Regions from separate parts of the Mus musculus genome. Here regions 1 and 2 are each linked to region 3. Evidence: chromatin contacts called from public HiChIP or PLAC-seq data. All regions are on one chromosome and are shown on one strand. Each heading gives the region's core, a stretch centred on a gene start, on an enhancer-like site or on the middle of the called end of the contact. The rest is flanking DNA. Distances are from core to core; before and after follow the strand shown. Region 1 has its middle 5.1 kb from the start of Gm31583. Region 2 has its middle 45 kb from the start of Gm46545. Region 3 overlaps Lpp (LIM domain containing preferred translocation partner in lipoma).

Region 1 (3,972 bases), core at 515-3,014, 340 kb before region 3:
GATGCTTCCTGCTTCTTTGAGGTTCCATCCAAGTTTGCCCTATTGTATCATTGAAGAGACTGACATCTTGAAGAGACCACTGTGATTCAATGTTTCCTATCACTTAACATCAGAAAACACTCGAAGTGAGGAATCCCAGCTTGCTTGCCTCCTTATACTTAAGACATATGTCCTTTCAACTCATAGAGATTCATTGAGAGGAGGGACTTGGTTTTCATAGGTTGTCATAGCAACTGGCACACCTCACCATCAGAAGCGGCACACAAAAGGCACTCTGCATAGAGTCCATCAGTTTCTGGGACACCAACTCACATCTGTACTTGCTAGTTTTCAGCTGTAGAACTCAGTGGTTAAATGAGACGCTCTCTGAGTTGCTTTCCATCTCCAACTGGAAACCTTAGATAACCTGAACAAATACCTTAACTTCACAAACAGAAATAGTGGGATCGCTTTAAGGAAGCGAGTGGGAGTCCACAGGACCGAGAGAGATATGGGGATTAAAAACGGGCGACTATGAAAGATGAGTTCAGCCATCCCTCATGGAGCCACAGTTCTGAGCAAAATAGGCCCCTCACCAGCATGGGGAGGGGCAGGCTGGGAAGCCCAGTGAGAAGAACCCCCAAAAGCCTGGGAGCCCGGACATGTGCTTCTGGGCCAAGCCCGCCCTTGTTTGCCCAGCCACCCTGAGCCTCCTGTCACTGTGGTTTGAAATCAAAACATCCATTCTTCCACAAGGTCATGAGCGCTCAAGAGTCTTACTGCCTCTGAAGACAACCATTTCTGTCTGGGTGAGTTCTATTTATCAGAAATGTTTCAAAAGCATGCTAATAGCATCCTTAATTGCACACGCCTCAGTGTTCTTGCTGGCTAGCTGATCAGCTATTTGGGACCTGGTTACTGTGCAGTAGGTAATTCCCTGGAGAATTACTGTCCCCACAAGTCTCTGCTGTCTGTTGTACTGCAAAGAAGGCTGGTCCTCTACCCAGTCCTCAGCCTCTCGGCTCACATACCTAGCTCACATTAATCACTCAGAAAGCACATTGGTAACTTACTGCTTAAAAAAGAATGTGGATTTTGGGGTATTTTTTCCCTCTTCTTTAATCAAGGGAGTGTTGCTCACTATTTACTTTATGAGACAGTTGCACACAAATGATTGGGATTAAGTACTGGCTTGACTGAAGTCTTGGTTTTGGCTCACTCAGAAGTGATGCAACCCAAATCCAGTTATTTGCCCTCTCCAGGTCTGTTTCCTGGTACAAAAAAAATTAATAATATTTACTTTATGGACTATTGAGAGAATTAAATTAGGTGGCTTGTCCCATGGGAAGTACCATTAAGTAATTAAGAAGACATCTTTTCTCCACAGTTCAACCTTATCCACAGTCCGAGTCCTCTTTGGTACCGCTGACCATCTTATTGGTCTCAGTTCTGTCCTCGGAGACCATGCAAAGTAGGCCAAAATCCTCTTTCCACTTGGCCGTCTTTCAAGTATTTCCATTTGACCACAAGCTCCATACATGGCAAAGGACCTCTCCCGAGAAATTGAGGTGGGAAGAAAAAAGTGTATTCAGGACTTCACCACAATCTGGAGAGAGAACCAAGGAATCCCAACTTCTGCCCTGGAGTGACTGACCACTTCACACCTACCTCCAAGAACAGAGGGGCCAGCCAGAGCTCTTAGAAAATGGCACTGTGGTAGCACATGGCACCGAAGTGCTGACACATGGCTCTTTGATGTGGGCCTTAGCTCATGATGTTGCTTTATTTCCTTAAGTTCGAAGATAAGCATGGGCCACTAGAACCACTTCAGTGAGGAGCAGAGCGAGCTGCCCCGAAGGCTTTTAGGAATTTTCCCACAGAAGTATTGCAGCCAATTGTGCAAACTTGAAAATGGTTTCATGCAAATCTATTTTGCAAATACGTACAATCTTTTTCTGAATTGTTTTTATAACCCCACATCTCTGCACTATCGAAACCCTCAGATACCTGGTTTCTTCTCTCAGGTGGAAGCAATTTCTGAAGCAAGAGAGGGCTTGACTCAATAACTGAAGACTTGGACAAACTGCTCTATGTGTTAAACGGGCACTGTAAGAAACCTATTTGCTACCCTTCTGCCTGCTTGGGATGTGAGCACTCTGTGATCCCTGGTTTAGAAGTGTGACTGACGGACAATTGGAAAATCCCTTTAACTATGTGGTCCTGTAACTTGTCCCACAGGGAACCTTCTTAGCTCTAGGTGATCTTGAAGCTTGAGCTCCTACCAGGAGTTAGTAGCTTATAGGGGTCAGGGAGGGGACCTTGGCAAGATTCCTCCACTAGGATACTAAGTAGACTCAAAGTTTTCAAGGTTACTTTGAAACCAAGAAGCACTACTTTCCCATCTATATTTATTCTAATGGTGAGGTAGCTTCTGGTGAGAATTTGATTAAACAGTGCACTGAAGGCTGCCGTTCACTGTTATGTCTTGATCAAAATTTCAGGGATGTATTATGTTATTTCCTGTGTGAGACTGGAGAAACCTCCCCTCCATGACTGACAGCCTGGTAGGACAAGCTAAGACTTTAATTTTGACCTCCTGTCAGTCTCAGGGCAGGGCTCAGTCTATTACCATGATGACTAGATCAGAAAGTTGACCTTATTAGTCATTCTTCTCTGTCTATAGACAGTCCCAGGCAATGTTTACGATATGACTTCTAAGAGACTAGGAGTCTATCCATTCCACTTTCTGTACCTGGAGCAGCTAGAGTTCAGAGCCCTCTGTCTCCAGTGATAAGTAGTCTTCTCTCCATGCCCCAGGATAATAACGCTGTGGCTTGATCTGTGCACTGGAAAGCACCGAGCTTCACGGTGAATCTTAAGTCTTTCAAAATATACAGTGTTATTTTAAAATTATGGGGACAATAAAAACTAGCCAGCCTTTGGTTGTGCCAATTTTGTCCCTAAGGTCACACTTATGTGTGGAACCCCCTCCTTGTGACCTGGTGCCATGACTCTGCCTGTCTCCATTTCTCCGTCTAGAGAAGAGAATCTGTAACTTCAAAGACTTAGGCAAGCCCCAAGTACTCTCCCACAGAAACTGGGTGAAAGGCTTTGACTGCTCTGCCCCAATCCCACAACTGCCCTAAAATAGAGTCTGCCTCAGATCCTGCTCATTCAGCTCAGATATGATTTCTTCCAATAAGCTTTCTCTGACTCTTCACATTCCACCAGCCAAGCTGGAACTGTAATTGCTCTGTTCTCCAAATTGCCTTTTCTTACAACAAAGAGCAGTTTCTGAATCTTGGTAAGTCCTGTGTGAATAGACTTCTAGAGAGTGGCATTAGGGTGGGGGTAGGGGTGGGGGTGGAGTTCTTGATTACGTGTTGTTCTTGATATCCCTTTAAAGCACTTCTGGTAGGATGAGCTGGATGTGAAAATAAACTGGGAGATAAAAGACCAACTAGCTGGATACTTTGCTTTTTTACCACGACACACTTACAATTTCATTACTTTGGAAATTTAAGTTCCTTGGAAGTGGTTTTTTGGAAACACTCTCTTGGGAACTTTCAGAAAATTTGAAAATCCGTAGCAGGTTATTTTATAATGTCAATAACACAATCTACAAAAACAATGAGAGCATGTATCAAGCATTGGACGCTCCTGTTAGACAAGTGAAATGAAAACAAATTGGAAACATGTATAGATTAAGTAGAAAAACCCTTTACTTAGAAAATCAAATACTTGGAAAAGTTGAGGTTAAATTGGTTAGCACTATTTTGAATGGACACTTCTATAAAATTTGTTTTAAAAACAATATGGAAGAGTCATAAGATGTCTGGGCACAGTGCCCCAGTCAACTCGTCAATGGGATTCTGGAATCCAAAGGTTATATGGTGTAAAAACACAGAGAGCAAAATGCACAAGGATCTTCATAGAACCATAATTTTTAAAAAGCAAACACTTCCCCCAAAGGAGCATGTAAGACAACTTGAA
Region 2 (3,851 bases), core at 890-3,389, 400 kb before region 3:
TCAGTACTGCGTGTCTCAAGTAAGAGGGAGACCTGAGAAGGGGCAGAGAGGTGGGGAGGGAACTGGTTGGTGGAGCAAGTAGATCACACACAACACTCCTCCGTTGACTTAGCTGCTTCTAAAATGAGAACCCATGACATCCCAGAATCATCAAAGACCAGCAAGTAAATATCACATTCACATATCTAACAATAAAGGGAATTCATGGAATATTGACAAAATTATAAGAATGTGATACAGATAGCTGGGCATGGTGGCACATGCTCTTCAACCCAGCACTTGGGAGGCAGAGTCAGGCCTGTAAGTTTGAAGCCAGCCTGGTCTACATACTGAGTACCCCTCACAGAGAGATCCTATATACATTTTTTAAGTGACTTGGAGACACAAGGAGAGCATACCATTGGGCAATTAGCATTGATGGAGCAATTTGTGTTTGTTTTATGTTGTAGAGTGCTGGGTCTTGTGAGTGCCAGACAAGTACTTTCACACTCAGTGGCATTTCCTGCTCACTTAAAGACCTGTTTGGTTTGGGGCCATAGAAACATTTAAGCTGTAAAAGTGTATTATCTGCAAAACACAATAAAATGTGAATTAGGTATGAATTCCTTTCCTCCATAAAAATGTAAAATATGTTAAAATACACAAATGTAAAGCCATTCTTTGGTGCAGGTGGGATGTTAGGGGAAAACCTTAAGTCAATCACCATATAAATCATTTCCTATTCCCTGGGGAAACATTCAGTGTCATTGAGGCCAAGATAATCCAGATAAAGCAAAGAGATCAGAAGTCGGTATTTATTGACATTCTAACTACTTATTAGAATACAGTGTTCTAAGTCTTCCAGGGGGACATCAGCAAAGTGCTCACAGGACTTTCATAGGAAGTAAATTTTAGCCTTCATACAAAGTGATTAAAGAAGGCTCTAAGGGGAAAGAATTTGACCTGGAAGTTAGAAGGTAGGTTCCTGAAGCATAGCAATGACTCCTAAGGGCCCTGATACAGAGAACAGTACGGGCACACCCACAAGTTACTAGAAAGCAAGTTTTAAAGAGGCCGTGTCTAGGGAGTGGCTACCAAATGTGAAGGCAAATCCCTTCTAGAAGGTACTAAGTCCATTCTGGTGGGAAATGCATTGATAATTGGACATTATGCTCACTGCAAGTCGACATCTTGTACCTCTCTCTTAGAGTAGGAACCCTGACCCTTTGAAATAATTAGCATCATGTGTGTAAAGAATAAATTACCAGGGTTCAAAGACAGGTACACTAAATTCAGTGGTTAAAAGATATGTATCCTTCTTAGCTCTATCGACATAAATGGAACCGAGAGTAAAGAGCACTTAAAATAGGAAGAGACTAGGAGAGGTTGCAGTTCTCTCGGGAAAACTCTGTCTTATGTATAGATTTGCAATGATGATCATGGTCCATTTGCCCTTCCTGGCCTTGGTCATGTTACTTTATTGCTAAAGGTTCATCTTTCTTTCCTGAGAGTTAGGGGAAAGAAATTCTGCACACATTGAATGTTTGTGTTGAAACGGGAAGGTGTCTTCTGCCAAAAAATTAAGAATCTTTGCTCCATTCCCTTCTGTGTTTTTATCATGCCCCATCACTTCTTCTTAACAGAGGCCAAGACACATTAGTTGCTATTCAATTGCTGTGATAAAACACCATGACCAAGGCAACTTATTTTTTAAGAAAGTATTTAATTGGGCTCATAGTTTCAGAGGTTTGGAGTCCATGATGGTTGAGCAAAAGTGTGGAGGCGGGAAAACCTGGAGCAGCAGCTGAGAGTGAATAACTTAGTCTAGAAGCAAGAGGCAGAGTGAGAGAGACCACACTGGGAATTGTGTGACTCCAGGAGCCACACCTTCTTCAAAAAGGATAAGTCCCTCTCCCATCCTTCCCAAATACTTCCACTAATTGGACATCAAGTATTTAAACATATTAGCCTATTTGATGCCATTTTCACTCAAACCATCACACAAGACAATTTGCTGTATCACAAGATTGATACCAGACTCCACCCCCAAGTGCCCCCACTATTGTAAATAGTATTGATTTGGACTAGTGAGACACCCACCTGGATGAAGGCTCAGCCACCCATCCTAAAGAATGTTGATAGTTACTATGATTCAGATATGATTCACCACCCAAGAGTTCAAAGGTTTTGGGTTTGGCCCTCGGTGACTCAAGGTGGAGGTTGGACCTCTGTCTAGGGATTTTGAGGTGCTGCTTTTGGAAAGAATTAAGGCCATTTGTCTTAGTCAAGGTTTCTATTCCTACACAAAACATCATGACCAAGAAGCAAGTTGGGGAAAAAAGAATTTATTCAGCTTACAATTCCACATTACTGTTCATCACCAAAGGAAGTCAGAACAGGAACTCACACAGGGTAAGAGCTTGGAGGCAGGAGTGGATGCAGTAGCTATGAAGGAATGCTGCTCACTGGCTTGCTTCCCCTGGCTTGCTCAGCTTGCTTTCTTATAGAACCCCAAACTATCAGCCCAGGGATGGCACCACTCAAAATGAGCCCTTCCACCTTGATCACTAATTGAGGAAATGTCTTACAGCTGGATTTCATAGAGGCACTTTCTCGAGAGAGGCTCATTTCTCTGTGATAACTCCAATTTGTGTCAAGTTGACACACAAACCAATCAGTACCCCATTCATACAGGATCCTGAGTTAGTTCTCATGAAAACGAGTTAGTATAAAATCTTGATCCTAAGGGCTGCCAAGATCACTGAGTGTTTCAGAGTACTTGCTGCTCTTTCTGATGGTCCAAATTTAAGTTGACAGCATCCACATCAGGCAGCTCACAACCCTATGGATTTCCAGTTCTTAGGAAATTCCTTCTTCTGGCCCTTACAGGAACCCATATTCACAAGCACATACATGCGCACACACATATGCACACATATATGCACATAAATAAAAATAAAATAAATCCTAAAAAAATAAAAGTCTTGATCCTGTTCTCTAAGTCACTGAGTTTCTCTCTAACCAAACTATCTCTCCCTTTCACATGAACTCCTGCCATTCTGCTGCCATCTGTGGTAAGGCATTGGCCAAAGCAACTGAACACCAATGCTGTGCCATCGAACTACTAGAACGATACGTTAAATAAACACACTTATTGTATAATTTCTCCAGGCTTGGGCATTTCATTACAGTAACAGAATCATATTAATGCAGCAGATCTCAGGAGACACACCAGTGTATACTTTGAAGTGACACTGGATATATTCTCAAGATGTTATATGTCCATCAAGGGTTGAGCTTCCCCATTGAACTTAGGTTTCAGAATGCCAGGGGGTACCCCTGTTATGGAGTTACTGATGAACTGAGGGGAAACACTGTTTTGGTATCAATAAAGAGGACACAGACCAGTGGTTCAAGAAGATGCTGAGTCACATCGGCTGTGTTACTCATTGTTATGTAGACCTGGCCAAGCCACTTGTTCTCTAGGTTTCAGTCTCCCTGTTCATAAAACTAAGGACTTAATTGGACCACTTTACTCTTTTAGGATCAATATTGATTCTTATTTGTTGCTGTTTGGGTTTTTATCATTGTAACCTTATAAATCTTTTACTTGATCTTTTCTATCCAGTGGCTTGGGAAGATATGGTTATTAAAAGATACAGTACTTAAACATTTTCTTATTCCTCATTTAAAATGTGTGAAAATATTTCCCATATTAGCCTTCCCTAAAGATCATGACTTTAAGCAGTGGGTGGTGCATGTGTTTAATCCCAGTATGTGAGAAGCAGAGGCAGGTGGGTCTCTGTAAATTCAAGGACAGCCTGGTCTACAGAGTGAGTTCCAGGGTAACCAAGACATAGAGAAACTCTTGT
Region 3 (4,026 bases), core at 784-3,283:
TGTGTTGTAATAAATGGAATACACTAATAAAATTAATTTCTGTTACTTTTCAAAAATGTGACTGGCCAGGAAGTACACAAGATGATCTGTGGTACACACTGTGCCCTGAGGTCAAGGGTAGTCTAAAGAGTCAGGGAGGAGACATGGAGTCTTTGTGGGATGCTGGTCTCTGAGCTCCTCTTTATTTATCTTTACACATGTGTCTATGTTCTTCTTTCTTTTTGTCCGAACCTGTTTCAGTCTGGAGAGAGGTGCTCCACTCCACTGTGTGATGCCAACTCTAGTACTTGCCAGCATAGTTTCTCCTGGCCTTTGTATTATTCTCTCTCTCAGTCTGATGTCCTTAGCTTTTCTTCCAGATTTCCATGCTGGCTTCTGCCCTTCTCACATGCCAGAGGGGTAGGGGCTCCAGAACTTTGTCTTGGGTTGTCTTTGAATCTGTGTTCCTGCCGGGTGCGTGAGGTTTTCTGGTTTGGAACTCGTGAGCTGGAGGCCCACGTATGAATGACGTCACTGCCTCTTGGACATTGCACTTGGAAGTCTTTAAAGAGACTCAGTATGTCACTGTCACTGTGGGAAGCAAGTCACTGCTAGCGGAACACAAGGGGTGGGGGGAGGGGTGGGGGCATGGGATGCAGGATGCCCTGTCTTCAGCTTGTATTGTCAGCTATGGTGGCAGCCACTCCACAACCCTCCCTTCCTGTCGTCCTTTAGGGCCCCTCCCGAGCTCAGCCTTTCTCTTAGCATTCTCAGCTGGCCTTCTTTCCTGGTCCTGCCCTTTTTGATTGTGTTCTCTGTTCCTCACGAGTGGAATTATAGACTCAGGAACATGTTCTGGCCTACCTCTATTTTTCAAAGTCTCTAATTTCTTCACCCAGAGTAAAATTCCAAATGTTTTGCATCTATTAAAGGGGAGAGTCAGCAGGTGGTAGCCGTGTCTTCAGGCATGTACCTGGATTCTCTGTCACCTTCTATGGCTTGACACTTGCATTTTCTCCTCTGAAACATTGCCCCCGTCGCCTGCTCATTCCCTTTGGGACTACGGTCCCCTGTGACCTTTGACCTTACTTATCTCTGCTTCCTCCTTTTTGGGCCTCTGTTGAACTTCACTGCTTTTCCTGGAGGGGAAGGGACATTCTTCTCATTTCTGTATCTTTAGTCATTTGTGCCTGACTAAGTGCTCTAGAGTAAGGGGTGCGGGTGTGGTGGGGTGGAATTTACTCAGGTAGCAGTGTGAATGGGGAGGGTCCTAGAAGAGGTGGTCCTTGCTCGGCTGGGGTGACAGGGTGCAGAGGAGATTCTAGCGGTCTTCTAGTCTACTGTGCTGTGTGCTGTAGGGTACAGAGGTACTGCAGAGGCCTGTCTTTCTGTCAACACTGTCCTTTTTGTAGAAAGCTAAGGATAGTCACCTCAGGGGTCTATTTGGGCAAGTGCCCGCTCTTTGCCTGTGAGCTGGGTTATACAACTCAGGAAGCTTTCTCAGCACACAGCTGGCATTGCAAGCAGCCTTCTCAGTCCTTGCTGTGAGCTGCCTCGGAGGGAAGAAAGCCGAAATGGCTGCTTGCATTTGTCTTTAGTTCTCCTGTGGAGTTGCGCTTTTGGATAGCAGCGAGGTGAACTCAGCAGCCAGAGACAGGAAAGAGCCTAGTGAGTCATTGCAGTCCCTAATGAGGTGCATGAGGGACCCCTTCCTGAGAGTGAGGGTCAGGTGAGGTCGTGCTTTGCCTGGGGTGAGTTTTGCCTTGGGGCTCCGGTTGGCACTGGAACAGAGCTGAGCTAATTTTACCCACAGGAGCTGACTGTGCTGAAAAGCAGGGTTTCTGACATTGGCCTTATCATCTTGCTATGCCCAGAGGTACAGCCCTGGTGTGTCTGGACTGCTTTCCCCTGTTCAAGTGAGATACATTTCCCATTAAATGTGCTTGTGGGGGAGCATGGGAAGTGCATTGGCTTCGGTACAATGCTGGAGAGATGGGCTGGGATCCTGACTCTTTACCTTGTACACCAGGCACCAGGGTTTACAGTTGAATGAGTCTCGGATTGCTCATGCACCGACATACTTGGTGACATGACTAAGTGGTGGCTACTTCGTTTGTATTGGTTCTGTGAGGAAAGTGTCATTTCTGTCCCTGTTCTGCATATAAAGAGACATTCACAGAGAGCTCAGGCCACCAGCGAGACCTGACAGAGCTGGGAATTGAATCTGTGCCAGAGATTCCAGGGTGTACACTCCTAGCCACTGGAGCTTGCAGTCTTGATGCGCTAGGTAGGAGTTTTTGCTTATTTTTTAGCCAGGATTGAGTGTTTCTGACCTGCGTGTCATGTCTGAGGCCTTGAGCTCCATGCTGAGCAGGCAGGCAGTGGAGCTGTGTTGGGGATGAGGTCACACTAGCAAGGAGGAAGTGCTGGGTAGTCAATAGCTGCAGAGATGGCTGCAGTTTCTGGGTAGCTCTCAGTTCATCCTCACAAGCCCTTCAGCAGTTAGCCTTCCTAATCATGCTCAGCCAGCCCTCTTACAGATGAGAGCACAGAGGCCCGCAGAGGCCATAGTCCTCAGTGGACTCACTAGGCAGATGTAGAGTTGAGCAAGGCTCTTGGTCTGTGTCTGTTTATCTTCAATTCCCCCATTAACTCTGCTGTGTCCCCTAGTTGTAGTAACAGATAGAACCTGTACCTTGTTTCCAACCACGCAGTGGAGCCATTTCCATACAAGATCGTCTATGGACTTCATCAGTGTAGGAAGAAATGGTCTGAGCAGGGATGGGTGAAGCTGAAAGAATAGTCAGGGCTGCAAACTTAGGGCATATAACAATCACATATGCTCATGAGTTTTCTGGGTCAAGAATTTAGGCAGGACAAAGAAGGAGGAAGAAATCTGCCTACATGGCCAGAGCTTTTGTTTTACAAGGCCTGTGGTCTTGGCTGGAGGAATTAAAGGTTGGGCACTAGAGACACGCAATGCTGACAGTCACAGGTCAGGATGGCTGGATATGTTCTCCAGGATAGATTTTCTTCGCAGCATGCACTTAGTTTGATGGCCTTAAAAGGAAGGTTGAAGGAAGGAGGAAAGGGACAGGGATATGGGAGGGAGGGAGGGAAGAAGGGAGGGAGAGGCAAATAGAGGGAAGGAAGGAGGGAGGGTGAATCCTGACCAACATGCTGTTGTTAGCCAGTAGTTGTTAGTCAGAGGCTGTGTTTCTCTTCTCCATCGGTTGGAGCAGACTCAAACTCACCCATGTTTCAGGGGAGGGGACTTCAACTCTTGCTGCAGTGGCAAAACTCTGTAAGTGCTGGACATGTTGCTGGGGTCACCGGTCAAAGCACCGTTCATCTTTTGGCCAAGATAAGAGAAAGGAGCAAACATTTCTCAAGTCCTGAGCATGGCGCCGGGTGAGGCTGGATGGTCCAGGAGTGCAGCAAGCAAGCCTAAGAGGTGTGAATCTGGAAAACTGTCCAAGCTAGAACCTTTAAGGAAGAGGTCAATAATTTTGCCATAAGCAGGCTTTGTTTTCTGTGGCTTGGTGTTTACATTGACCATAAGCTTGTTGGGTAACTGACTAGATTATTATACCTGTTACATCAGTTTGAGAGTTCTAGATTTATTGGCTTATTGCAATCAAGTGAGGTATTTTTGCCTGTGCATAGGAAACATCTTAGGACGTAGAGTGAGACACATGAGATACAGAGGAATGGATCAAGGAACCAGCTCTTTCTTTTTTTTCTTCCTGTATCTATTAGAAGTGACACTTGGAGAAGCATTCTGTATAGTTTAAGTGGAAGGAATTAATTCAAAGCACGAGGTGCTAACAAAATGGTTGAAAAGATGAGAAGAGTGGGAGTCAGCAGGTGGTGTCTGCAGCTGTGGGGTCTGAACTGATTATATTGCCATGACTAGGGACAGTGAACATGTGATTAGGAAGCCACGGTTGCGGTGCCTGACACTTTGCTGTCCCACCATCCCTGTAGCTGGTATCTGGCCGTGACATTGCCTGTGCAGAGGCTGTTTGACGCCTCCCTTGCACAGTG

The links. HiChIP or PLAC-seq counts read pairs in DNA pulled down with a chosen protein or histone mark.
Region 1: a contact with region 3 is called in a FOXA1 HiChIP or PLAC-seq map of pancreatic cancer cells. The contact joins two enhancer-like sites. A contact is called at or near these places in 1 of 115 datasets of contacts at active chromatin or transcription factors (pancreatic cancer cells) and 1 of 9 other capture datasets (macrophages).
Region 2: a contact with region 3 is called in a FOXA1 HiChIP or PLAC-seq map of pancreatic cancer cells. The contact joins two enhancer-like sites. A contact is called at or near these places in 1 of 115 datasets of contacts at active chromatin or transcription factors (pancreatic cancer cells) and 1 of 9 other capture datasets (macrophages).

What each region holds. Positions count from the first base shown.
Region 1 is chr16:24,093,172-24,097,143 of GRCm38.p6, forward strand. No RefSeq gene overlaps it. Among named protein-coding and RNA genes, the nearest start is that of Gm31583, 5.1 kb to the left of the region's middle. Within about 2 kb of position 1,765, at least 33 of the 459 cell types and tissues checked have an H3K27ac peak or open chromatin away from gene starts, as enhancers often do. A contact at or near this core is called in pancreatic cancer cells, where this site is marked.
Region 2 is chr16:24,035,527-24,039,377 of GRCm38.p6, forward strand. No RefSeq gene overlaps it. Among named protein-coding and RNA genes, the nearest start is that of Gm46545, 45 kb to the right of the region's middle. Within about 2 kb of position 2,140, at least 12 of the 459 cell types and tissues checked have an H3K27ac peak or open chromatin away from gene starts, as enhancers often do. A contact at or near this core is called in pancreatic cancer cells, where this site is marked.
Region 3 is chr16:24,433,093-24,437,118 of GRCm38.p6, forward strand. The region is part of intron 1 of Lpp (LIM domain containing preferred translocation partner in lipoma); the gene reads left to right. Among named protein-coding and RNA genes, the nearest start is that of Gm24440, 29 kb to the left of the region's middle. Within about 2 kb of position 2,034, at least 164 of the 459 cell types and tissues checked have an H3K27ac peak or open chromatin away from gene starts, as enhancers often do. A contact at or near this core is called in pancreatic cancer cells, where this site is marked.